Regions from separate parts of the Danio rerio genome. Here region 2 is linked to region 1. Evidence: chromatin contacts called from public HiCAR-type data. All regions are on one chromosome and are shown on one strand. Each heading gives the region's core, a stretch centred on a gene start, on an enhancer-like site or on the middle of the called end of the contact. The rest is flanking DNA. Distances are from core to core; before and after follow the strand shown. Region 1 holds the start of gga1 (golgi-associated, gamma adaptin ear containing, ARF binding protein 1). Region 2 holds the start of si:dkey-45d16.4.

Evidence for each region. HiCAR-type assays count read pairs that join an accessible place to other places.
Region 2: a HiCAR-type map of caudal fin shows a contact between it and region 1, with 8 times the contacts expected there. The contact joins the promoter of si:dkey-45d16.4 here to the promoter of gga1 in region 1. A contact is called at or near these places in 2 of 4 datasets of contacts at active chromatin or transcription factors (caudal fin and embryo).

The regions. Positions count from the first base shown.
Region 1 is chr6:20,581,423-20,588,248 of GRCz12tu, reverse strand. gga1 (golgi-associated, gamma adaptin ear containing, ARF binding protein 1) reads left to right here and starts at 4,706. Exons shown (of 17, transcript NM_001004000.2): 1 at 4,706-4,764. The coding sequence starts at 4,722.
Region 2 is chr6:20,793,799-20,799,911 of GRCz12tu, reverse strand. si:dkey-45d16.4 reads right to left here and starts at 4,044. Exons shown (of 6, transcript XM_073954051.1): 1 at 4,012-4,044; 2 at 3,198-3,447; 3 at 1,731-1,930. The coding sequence starts at 4,021.

The DNA of each region.
Region 1 (6,826 bases), core at 3,457-5,956:
GTACTAATGGGCCCAAAGTGTGCCAAGAAAATATCCCCCACACCATTAAACCACCACCACCTGCCTGAACTGTTAATACAAGGTATATTCTGACCCTAACATCCAAATGTCGCAGCAGAAATCAAGACTCATCAGACCAGGCAATCTGTTTTTCCAATTTTCAATTGTCCATTTTTGGTGAGCCTGTGCGAACTGTAGCCTGGAGTGGCACCCGGTGTGGTCTTCTGCTGCTGTAGCCCATCCACCTTAAGGTTCGACATGTTGCGCATTCAGAGATGCTCTTTTGCATACATCAGTTGTAATGAGTGTTTATTTGAGTTATTGTTGCCTTTCTATCAGCTCAAACCATTGCGTTAACGAGCAGTTGGACAGGTGTGCCTAATAAAGTGGGCAGTAAGTGTACAAGGAAATTGCATTTTCTTTCTTTTTTTAGCAGTAATGCTAAATGTTTATTCTCTCCAGATGGCAGAATTCTATGTGTAAAACATGAACCAATGTCCAGAAAGCTTTATTAATAAATTTAGGTCAGAGTTTCAGAGATTAAATTTTTTTGTTCATATGCCAAATAATGCCAAAGTTGTTTATTTGTGTAGAAAATGGGGGGAAAAAAAGAAAAAAAATCCACTAAAACACAACATAGATGCAAATATAAGAAGTATTTCTTTGTGTAATCCCTTTGTAAATGTCTGGAACGTGGTCAAGGTCCTAAATGTGTTTTTGTTTTTCCTGGGCCAATTAAGGCTAAAGACAATGAATTGTAGTCAGGTCTAGACCCCAACGAGGATGATGATCATATAGATGAGCTTCATTAAGACTATTTTAAAACAAGTTTAAGACAAGTGTCTGACTGCTTGTACAGAATTTTTGGTTTATACAAATCAGTTGTTACAGCAGCTGTTCAAGCAGCTGGTCTCAACTTTACACATTTTAGAGTGGCCTTTTAGTAGCTATGTTTCCATCCACCTATTTTTAGACGCATTTTGGAATATCGCATAAAAAAAGCCTGGATGCAAACGCTATGATGCACAATTTTTGAAAATGTATATAAAATCTTATGGGTAGGATAAACGTTTTATCTGGTAAGATAAAATATGCATAATCTTCTATGAAAATGCTTTTAAAGAAGAAATTCCAGTATGTGCATTAAAAAATGTGATTTTGTTATAAACGTTATAAGATCATGTGATGATAAAAATAGCATTAATGGGCAAACCAGCGGGCTAACCAGTCACCCCGATGGTTAAGTATTATGATTCCAATAGATCCAGAACTATCTGGAGCATCTTTGCTCCAAAAGAACATTTCACACCGCTAAATTTCACCATGTTCATTGCATTTTGTCTTCTGAAGTGCAAGTAAATTATAATACAACCACAAATCGGAAACAGTTGGGACAATATGGAAAAACATAGAGACTGATCTCTAAATTCACTTTGACTTGTATTTCATTGCAGACAATACAACAGCACATTATTTAATGTGTTTTTAAATAAGCATGTATCGTTACAGTTTTGTTGAGCTCTTTTTTGTCCTCTTTGGAGCAGTTTTTCTTAAGATTTATTTTATTTTATTCATCCCTGTGCTCAAAGTCTTTTGGAGAATTTGTTGCTTTTTTGTGATCTAATAAACATTTTGAGACCTGCACTTGTGTCTGTTCTGAATTCTGACACCTGATAGTTTTCACACGTTTGTCCAACTTAAATGTATTCAGATGCAGGTGCTGCAGACATTTTACTGACTTAGGGACAGTGTCATCCCAGTCATTTTCCCTCCAACACAAAACTCTTAATATGTATGTTGCTGTTTAAACCACAAGGCTCAGTATTGCCAGGGGATCATAAATAGAATTGACATTCGAGAGAATTCTTCTTAAGTGGTCTGTCCTTCAGTACAATCTTAATGTGCAATTTTAGACATTCCAAACCCAGCACTCTCTCCATAGGTGATGAATTCAAATATGTATTTAACCTTGAGTTAACTGGGTAAATTGCAGCCTAGTATTATTGACTGAAACTTCTATCTACACTATGCCATTGTCTCTGAAATTCAATTTTGTCCTCCGGTTATTTTGCTCGCGGCTCAAGTTGACACACTGGAGGATGGCTCATTTCAAGTCGACACAGACCAGGAGGTTTTGTAACCTGCTTTTCTCCAGGCAAAAGGGGAATGAGTTGCACCGGCTACTGCTCTTGTGGTATCCATGTTAGTTTATAAAAGGCCTACATTTATTTTTTATTGATAAATGTGTCTTTTGATTTGTTTGACAATTCTCTCCAGTGGCCAGAGGGGGCCGGTGCCTTGATAGTTTAATAAACAAATTTCTAATAACTACTTTTTTTTCTTACCCATTGTGACCGTGAGTGCAAAATATTTTGCTAGTTATTTTGCAAGATTATTTATTCAGATTAAAGTGTAATTTAAAGACTTAATTAGGATATGTTATCTAGGAAAGTTAGAATAATTAGTCAAGTTATTGTATAACTGGTTTGTTGTGTAGACAATCAAAAAATAGAAATATTTCTTTAGGAGGACAATAACACTAACCTCAAATTGTTTTTTAAAAATCTAAAACTGCTTTTATTCAAGACAAACTATAAGAAATAAGACTTATGACTCTAAAAGAATTATTTTAGTTTTATAGGAAATACTATGAAAATGTATTTGTTTGTTAAAGAGCACTTGGAAAACATTATATTAAACTAACAGGAGGGCAAAAAATGGCTTCAACTGTATCTGTTAAAGTTTACAGGCGCAAAAATGTGCCTTCATATATTTCATTGTGAATGTGTTATCCTACTACAATACAAAGTTCCTTGTCAAATAAACATGGACAATTATTTTTAGTTTAAGGAATTTATTTAGCTTGTTTATGAAGACTGCAGAGTGATTCATGAAAAAGACTTTGAATTATTGTTTAAGTAGTTTGTGATGTATGTTAAAGTGTGCCCCCTAAAAGTACAAGTGGTCCCTGCCCGGGCCCACAGATACTAGGACCGCCATTGACTCTCGCGTGGCTTTCTTTCGCAATCCAGCATAACCCGCATAACCCGCATTAAAAACCAGCAAGACCAGCGTCGAGACCAGATGGACCAGCAGACGATCATCAAAAATACCTTACCAGCATATGCTGTTTTTTTCAGCAGTTAAAGAATTAACAAATTACAAACTCTTGATTTCATTTCATAAGATGTCCCAACCTTTTTTGGAATTACAATATATGGAATTGCAATATAAATATGAAAACATATTCTAATAAAAATATGAATAGCATTGGACGAATCGGTGGCGCAGTAGGTAGTGCTGACACCTTCCAGCAAAAAGGTCGCTGGTTCGAACCTTGGCTGGTTCAGTTACCGTTTCTGTGTGGAGTGTGCATGTTCTCCCTGCGTTCGTGTAGGTTTCCTCCGGGTGCTTTGGTTTCCCCCACAGTCCAAAGACATGTGATACAGTTAAATCGGGTAGGCTAAATTGTCTTTAGTGTATGTGTGTAAATGAGTGTGTGTGGATGTTTCCCAGAGATGTGGTGACCCCAGATTAATAAAGGGACTAAGCCAAAAAGAAAATGAATGAATGAAGAGTGTAATGGAGGCCAGCTAGTAGGTGCTGTGCAGATAAACCTCACTCCTCTGACCTCTAAAGGTACTCTAGCGACAGATGCAAGAAGCCATGGTCTTTAGCCTCCTTATTAGAGCAACCCACTCCCAAGCGGAAGGTTGCCAGTTCGATCCCAGCTCGGGGTGGGTTGGGTGGTGTAGGACCGGCGGGGTCACATTGGTGCCATGACCCGGATGGGAGTGAATTTTAGGGGGGTGAATGTAATGGAGGCCAGCTAGTAGGTGCTGTGCAGGTAAACCTCACTCCTCTGATTTCTAAAGGTGCTCTAGCGACAGACAATAGAGTCCATGGTCTTTAGCCTTCTTGTTAGAGCAATCGACTCCCATGCGGAAGGTCGCCGGTTCGATCCCAACTCGGGCGGGTTGGGTGGTGTAGGACCGGCGGGGTTACAATAGCATTGTAATATATTAAATAATATTACACAGAGGCTTGTGTAACAATAAATGTTATTTCCACAGATGGCAGCGTGGTGATTGTTACATTTCTACAGTTTATTGTGAGAAAATAGAAGATTACTTTCAAACTTCAATGATTGCTTTCAACATTTCATGTATGCAAAATACTTTAAACTTGAAGGTAGTGCTTGTTCGAAAATTATGTAAAATAAATAGATATATAAACTAATCAAGCAATATAACCTTGAGTTTTCATCCATGTTCAGCTTGTAGTCAGATGTCACTATACATTTCCATATAAATCACCTGAACAATATTGTTCACATTTTAAAGAGACATTACGCTTTGTGATGGAAATGGCATGTACTGTGCAACAGGTTTGTTTTAAACAATATTTGAATGTAAAAACAACAACAACAACAAAAACAAGATTTTCTGTCTGCTTTCATAAATGAAAAGTGTTTCTGTCCAAAATTGACATGTAAGTTAACTCTTATTGCAAGAAATGTTAACAGACTCTCAGACACATTTAGACTTTAGTACTAGTCACACAACATGGCTAAGTTTTATATAACTTTAATTTAATATATAATTCATACATATAAACAGGTCTCCTGGTTCAATGTCACTGCATAAAAATGAAAAATGAAGTATGTAGTCAGTCATCACGTGTTTCATCGCGAGATCGTGGTCTTGTGATCTCGGGTGAAGATGGCGGCTCCGCCTGACGAGCAGAGCTTAGAGTCCCGCATCAGTAAGTCAAACACATCTAAAGTAGATTTTTAGTACTTTCTAGTGTGACAGTGGGAATATCAGTGAGATCCTTTAACCTAAGATGATGTCTCGGTTGAAGCACTTTGCTGAATGCGGATGCGGAGTGTCGTGGTGTTGTTGATAGGGAGTTATTAGCATGCTAACGCCGATATAGCGTTGACGTTAGTTGACTTTCTGAAACGGTTGTTTTTAGTCTAACATATTGTTGTGTATGTGTGCACGTGTGTTCGAAATAGGCAAAGGAGAGTTGTTGAAAGAGCTAACAATTACTTTGTAAGTCAAAAGGGAGTTGTCTATAAGAAAGCAGATATAGACGATTAATAAAACGTTAAATGTAAAGATATTTAAAGACAATATTTCTCTGCAAGTAAAGTCGTTATTCGCGTTATATTTTCACACTGCTACCTATCATGCTATGATTTTTATTTCATTAATTAGCTTCCAAAACACTAATATAATTGTCGGTATGTTGTTTTTCACTCTGCATACTAATAAAACGTGTTTAAAATACTCCAGCTCTCTTAATAACGGTATTGGACACAACATCAAGCATATTTACATAATAGATTTAACGTTACACTTATTATTTTATCCACTAAAAAGTTGCTGAATTCAGCAAGCATTAGATCATAATTAATTGTACAGTTTAGCTAATCACATTCAGATAATCCACTGTTCTAGAATACAAAGGCCACACAATACACATTCTAGTGAGAATCCAATTGTTTGATGAGCTAACTCTAATGCACTGCAATTCATGCTTTCCCTAATTTGTAAACTTGGAGCAGATTCAGGGGTATTCCAAAAAGCGGGCTATGTGATCTACCTGGGTAGATTATTGACAAATGTATATATTTTTTTCCGGCTTAGTCTCTTTTTAATCTGGGGTCGCCACAGTGGAATGAACTGCCAACTGATCCAGCATTTGTTTTACGCAGCGGATGCCCTTTCAGCTGCAACCCATCTCTGGGACACACCCACACACACTCATTTACACTCAAACACTATGGACAATTCAGCTTACCCAATTCACCTGCACCGCATGTCTTTGGACTGGGTTTAACCAGAGCACCCGGAGGAAATCCACGTGAACATGGGGAGAACATGCAAACTCCATACAGAAACAGCTGAGGCTCGAATCAGCGACCTTCTTGCTGTGAGGCGATAGCACTACCTACTGCGCCACCGCGTCACCCTCAGATTTATATTTATATATACTAGTTTAGATTTGTCCATCTGTTGGGTTTTGGAGACGTCTGCATCACCATATGATGCATAAAAACAGGTTGTGTGTTTGGATAAACTCAGTGTTTTGACTACACTTTCTTAATATTGTTCATTTATTCGTTTGCTGGATATTAAAATTTTGTGACAGAATGTGAAGTAACTTTTTGTGTTTTGAATTTGTGAACATGAACAAAGACAGCCATGCTGTTTTGAAAGTTTAATTGACATGCACAATGTAGAATATCTAATTTAATTCTTTTATTCATATATTATTGTTGAGCACAGATTATAAACCAAACTATATATGTAGGATTTGCAAGAAACTCAGATTAGTTTTTCATACTTTAGCTTTTGTGATTGTATTTGGATGCATTTAAATGTGACAAGTTGTGGCATGTTGCAAAATATTTGCGTCTTGTTTTATTGATGATGTCATCAGCCTCTTGTCGACTCAACATTAATAACATCAGAGCCAACTTCCAAAAGTCTGAAGTCGTTCAGCCCCTAGCTTCAAGTTGTGCATCTTTCGATATGGCGCTGTGCGCAGAGTTAAAAAAATAATGTGTACGCTGCAAACTTAAAATTATGTCTCACGCACTCAAAGCAAATATCTGCCAACACAGTGGTGTCACATTCGCCACATGCACCCAAGTGAACTAGCCAACACGTCAAGTATAAACCAGCCTTTAGAAGCATTTATTGTCAAATTCTCTCATGCCTTGGAGGACTAGGGTGCAGAAAGAGTGCAACAGATGCACGAGACAGACTGAATGTGAGGCAGAGATTGTCCGTGAAAGAAGAGATTCGCATGTATT
Region 2 (6,113 bases), core at 2,795-5,294, 210 kb before region 1:
CCGATATGCGATGTCAAGAGAGTGACTCTATAAGGTAACGTACACTGCACACACTTTGTGTAATGTGTGAAGTCCTGGACACATGTCAGCGCAAGGATAACTCATTTTTAAATGTCCATGCGTAATGGCTAATAGACAAGGTCTATGAATTTGCAGGGTTATCAACAATCTGTGTATATTTATGGCTCGGAACAGCCTTCTGTTTAAGATTTTTGTGTTTCTTGTGTTCTAGTGTAGACACTACATGCAAAAAAGAAAACAAAACAAACAAATGAAATGCACTTTCATTGAAACCAAATCTATGAAGTATAGGTACTCAGTATCGGCGAGTAAGCAAATTAAAATACTCATACTCCTATCGGTTTTTTAAAAAGTGGTATCGGTGCATCCCTAACAAAATAGAATTGGGATTGGTCCTTATTTAACTAATACTACACCAGCATTCTACCACTACTCTCATGCCTGATAGGTTAGAATATTTCCATAATTTGAAACTTAATGTTTTATTATTCACTATTCTTCATCTTTGGCAGTCTACATTGTAAAAGTGCTAAAAATAATCAAAAAGTAAATTTCATCATGTTTGTAAAAGGAGACAAGTATGTCAGCAACCAACTGCACTTGCATCTGCTTCCAGGATCAAACCAAAATCTTATTTTAATGTGTCTGTTAGGATGTAAAAATAAAAGATTTATAGGCGAACATGCAGCAGAAAATAGGAAGTCTCACACATCATTTTAGAGTTCAGAGGTGTAAAAATACTCAAAAGTTGAGTGAAAATGAATAAACACTGTGAAAATTAAACTCAATTAAAGGTATAATCATTTGACAAACCATACTTGAGTAAAAGTAAAAAAGTACCAGATTTGAATTGTAATTGAGTTTTGGAACCGTAAAAGTAACACTCAGAATCGATCTAGAGATTCTTGTTTAAACTTTTAAGCAGTAAAAACAATTAAAAGTAGCACCTAAAATTATCTAGAGATTGTTGTTTATTTTTTTATGTGTCACAATACAATGTGAATAGAGCTCATATGATGCTTTATCCTGCTTTAAAACTGTTTGTGTTTAATTGTATTTACCTATGAAACTAAAAGCACAACTTTTATGCAACAAAAGCAATAACCATTATGCAACATGCTCAAAGTTTTAAATCCTATTAATTAACTTGTGCAGACACTGATTTTTAGAATTTTAATTGTAGAATTGTAAGAGTAAAGCCTAGCTCTTTTAGGGGTGCAGAAGCAAAGAAAAGTCAATATTTCCTTGTTTAGTAAGACAAGGAATAGTATATAAAAGTATGATTTTAAATGTAACAGTAGCAAACCTTAAGTGCACAAGTTATATATGTACAAGTCCACTTATAGTTATACTACAAATTTTCTCTTACTTGTAGTAAATACTTAGTTTGTGAAGGAATAGGGAATTTGGGTCTGCATTTAAGCCATTCGAATGCACGCATAGTAGAAACAGACACCACCTCACCCCACCCTTTACCATATACTACCATATTATTACCATATTACAGCTGTTCTACGCTTTCGACATTGACAACTAATTTGTTTTAGAGTTTCCTACCAAATTCTGTTATTCATTTACAAAGCTTTGAGTTATCCCTGGGATGTCTTTCGGACTACTCACTAAGTAGTTGAATAGATATATTAAGTTTTAAGTGGGTGGTGAGTGTGTGGCCATTTTTTATAATAATTTCTTAACTAAGAATTTCTTACCAGTGGTCGGAGCTGTTGTAACTGACAACGAAGCTGTTTTGTCAGGCTCTGGCAATGATAATTCCTCCAGTGCTCTCTTTCTGAGCTCTTCATCATGATATTTACTTTCTCCACTTGTCAGAAGGTTCTTCTCTGCCTCCAACTCTAGCACTTCATGCAACAGGTCTTCTTTTTGTGCATAGAGACGCTCCGTACCAAACCTGCATACCAACAAATCAGGCCCTATTAAAAGGTTAGTTTAGCCAGATATAAAAATTAATTTTATCAATTGACTCACCCAAACCTCTGAGACCTTCATTCATCTTCAAAAAACAAATGAGGATATTTTAGATGAAATCTGACAGCTCCCTCATCCTACTTAGACAGCAACGGTCTCGGCTCATTCAGTCCAAATAAATACAAAAGAAACATCCTCAAAACAGACCATATGCCTCCAGTGTATCAATTGGATTATCATGAAGCTATGAGAATTTTTTTCTTTACACATAAAACAAAAATAATGACTTTATTTAAAAAAAATTCTTCTAAGTGTAAGTACAGAGTGTGTATTTACAAGAGCACTATGCTTTTTATGCATGCTATACTGCTTATGTATACCTCATACGTGCCTATGCTTTGTTTTCAAACACAGAATGTTGTCTATGTGGATTTCTGGCATATACATCAACTGTTAAATAAAATAGTAATTTTGGCTTTATTCATTAATTTTCAATGCTTTCCAAGGCCGGGTCATTGGTACAGCAGGAGAAAACCCCAGACTTTCCTCTCCCCAGGCTCTTCCTCCAGCCAGCTCCTCCGGGGGGGTTCCCAAGGTGTTCCCAGTCCAGCCAAGAGACATAGTCCATCCACCGTGTCCTGGGTCTTCTCCAAGGCCCCCATGGATGGAACACCTCCCTAGGTAGGGGGTCGGGGTTTTGCTTTATGTGTGCACAAAAGTATTCTCATAGCTTGAGAATTCTCTGATTGAACCACTGAATGCATGTGGACTCTTTTAAGGATTTTCTTCTGCTATGAAGGATGTGGCTACTGTCAGATTTCATCTAAAATATCTTCATTTGTATTTAGAGGATGAACATAGGTCTCAGGGCTTTGTAACAACTTGACGATAAGCCATTTGGTAACAATTTAGTGAAAGGACCAATTTTCACACCTAAATAATGACTTATTACCTGCCTATTGTTAAAATATTGGCTGTTTGGTAGTACTTACAAAGTATGTGTGTTTATTTAATTTATTTGAGATATTTTTAAGAACCTTGAAATGAAATGTGACCCACAAATTTCACTAATAATAAACCTAAATCTTTTTTCTTAAAACATTTTATGCAGTATTTGAGCTATTGAGCTTTCTGTTATGTCCTTAAACCAGAACTATTTTTGTTCTTTTTTATTTATTATTTATTACACTTTACATTTCAGCAGAAAAAAAACTTATTGCAGCTTATAAAATAATGTGATCTCTTCTAACCTGCGCAGACTAGCAAAGTCCTGTTTTTTGTAATAATCAAGTAGCAGCATGGTCCTCTCTCTGCATCTGCGTCCATCCACTTCAAAGCTTTCATCCTGCAGTGTTGCAGTAATAATTTCACCCACCCTTGCCCAGATCCGGCCTGACTCTTTAGAAGTGAAAGGATTCTGTGCTATCACTTCACGGAGGAGCAGGATGTCATGACGTGCTGAAAATCGCACCTGTCGTTTACGAGGATTAGAAGATGGTCCTGCAAGAGAGAAACCTGCATATGAGCAGACAGATGTCAAAAACTTTGGGCACCTTTCAAACATTTTGAATGTGTTAACTTCCTTTAACATTATTAGGATTTTCAATTTGACATATGTACATGCTAATATACAGTAAATATAAAATTAAAATGTGTGTAAATTTGTATACATTTTTGTTTTGTTTCTGTCCATCATACTTTTAATTCATTCATTTATTTAATTGATGGATTTTTATTTTCTGAATAACCACCCCTATATTTGTCATAAGCTTAATCGTTTTTCTTTTGTGCTTCTATTGATTCTAATTTTTTAAATTATTATTTCATGGCGCTTTATTGATTACCCCCAACAACCCAGACGTCGATTAGCATTCCAATGCAATGCAAAACACGCGCTAAAGAAAATCTGTAGCAGCTTACAATGACTCTTTTTTCAAGAATGGTGATAGTGAGTTTAATTCTATTCAGTCGTTTTAAATATATTTATATTATAAAGTCAGATTGAGTAACACAATCGATAGATTCCATCCCATTTAAAGAGTGCGGCTTTTCGGCAAGTCTTACCGCGTTCCATGTCTTCTCGCCTTTATGTATGTCAGCTGATACGCACAAACTGCTGAGGTCACTGTACACGTCCGCTCACAAGTACAGGTTCTTTTCTGACGTGTACCTCAACTTCTCGAGAAGTCAGACATAACTGGAAGGAAATGGACTGCATGTGTATCTTTCAACCTCAAGAGGGCAGAAAAGGATTATAATAAGGGATTTTGGTTTCAAACGGGTTCAACGCTCTTAATAGCACATTTAAAACAGCTGCAAAGTAAAAGTTTCTTTTGAAGATTCCACCACTTTGCAGTAAATACTTTTCTAGTAGTTTAGATTATCCTCAATATGATAATATCACACCCCCCCTCCCCGTGTGAACCTTTTGTTGCAGTCAAAATCTTTAAAAACCCTTTCATGCGTCGCTGATAGACCAAAGTCAAAAGTGAAAAATGTATCTTGAATGAAGCTTCACATTCAAGACATAAAGGTAACAACACTTTAGTATAATATTCCATTATTTCATTATATATATATATATATATATATATATATATATATATATATATATATATATATATATATATATATATATATATATATATATATATATATTAAACATTAGGCTATGCATAATCTTGTACAGCATTTTAATCATAGTTTATTATTCATGTCACCACTGGCTTGCTTGGTTGGGACTTGTGGAACTGGATGGATTTGCTCTTCAGTGTTTGGACGTTCAGCAGTAAAATTTAAAACACACTGAACTGAACTTTAACTGAAAATTGGACTGACACAGTTTCAATTTACTAGAACTTCTGTGTTAAGCTGCTTTAACACAATCTACATTGTACAGCACTATAGGCTATAAATAAACATGAATTGAATTGAATAGTTCAACATTTACCAATACATTATTAAAATACAAAAATTGAGCTTGTTAACATTAGTTAATGCACTAAGCTGAACTAACATTGTGAAAATGTTTCATTAAATAAAAGCATGGCCTACCAGTCTTTTTCTCATTGAAGTAGTAATACATTTACATTTTACTGTACTTTAGTGGGTTAAACGTAATACTATTGTTTAGGGCTTTACTGTAAAATAAAGGGTGGCATGGTGGCAGTGGTTAGCACACACAGTGGTAGTCACCTCACAGCAAGAAGGTACCTGGTTCCAGTTGCAGCTGAACCAGTTGGCATTTCTGTGTGGAGTTTGCATGTTCTCCCCGTGTTCATGTGGGTTTCCTCTGGGTGCTTTGTTTTCCCCCACAGTCCAAAGACATGTGTTATGGGTGATTTAGATTAATTAAAATGACCATAGTGTGAATGTGAGAGTGTATGGATGTTCCCCAGTACTGGGTTGCGGCTGGAAGGGCATCTGCTGCGTAAAACATATGCTGGAAAAGTTGGCAGTAGAGATCTGCGTGGGACTAAATTTTGAATCCCGCTCCCGCCCGCACCAGCCAGGTTTTAGCCTGAACCCGACCGCTCCCGCTTATATTCAGCATTTGTTATCCCGCTGCCCGACCTGCTCTGTTTTCTACCCGCCGCGCCTGTTCCTGCAAACGGACGGGGGGGAAACAAAACTGAAAACCACCCAGCTGAGAACAGACAGCCTATAACACGCTGTCTGTATAAACACACATACACAAACACACGTACAAGCAAGTGACACACACAGACAGCATCACGCTCTCTTTCATTCACACACACACACACACAGAGAGAGAGAGAGAGAGAGAGAGAGCACAAAGCTCTCGCTCTCATTCGCATGCACACATAGACAGCAACAAACAAGCTAAACGCAGCATCATGCTGGCTCTTTCACACATATACATGCGCATGCTCGGGAGTGGGGAGCCGGTAGCAATATTGTTGAACCGCCCGCTACTGTCCAAAATTAAACCCGTTACCGACCGCTCCCAATGCTTTATTATATTATTATAATAAAAATATTCCTATGCCACAGAAATGTGGTCGGGTCCCGCGACTCCCGCGGTACAGCCACGGGAATGCAGACCTCTAGTTGGCAGTTCTTTCTGCCGTGGTGACCCTTGTTAAATGAGGCACTAAGACGAAGGAAAATTAATAAATTAATGTAAAATAAGGTAACCAAAACAA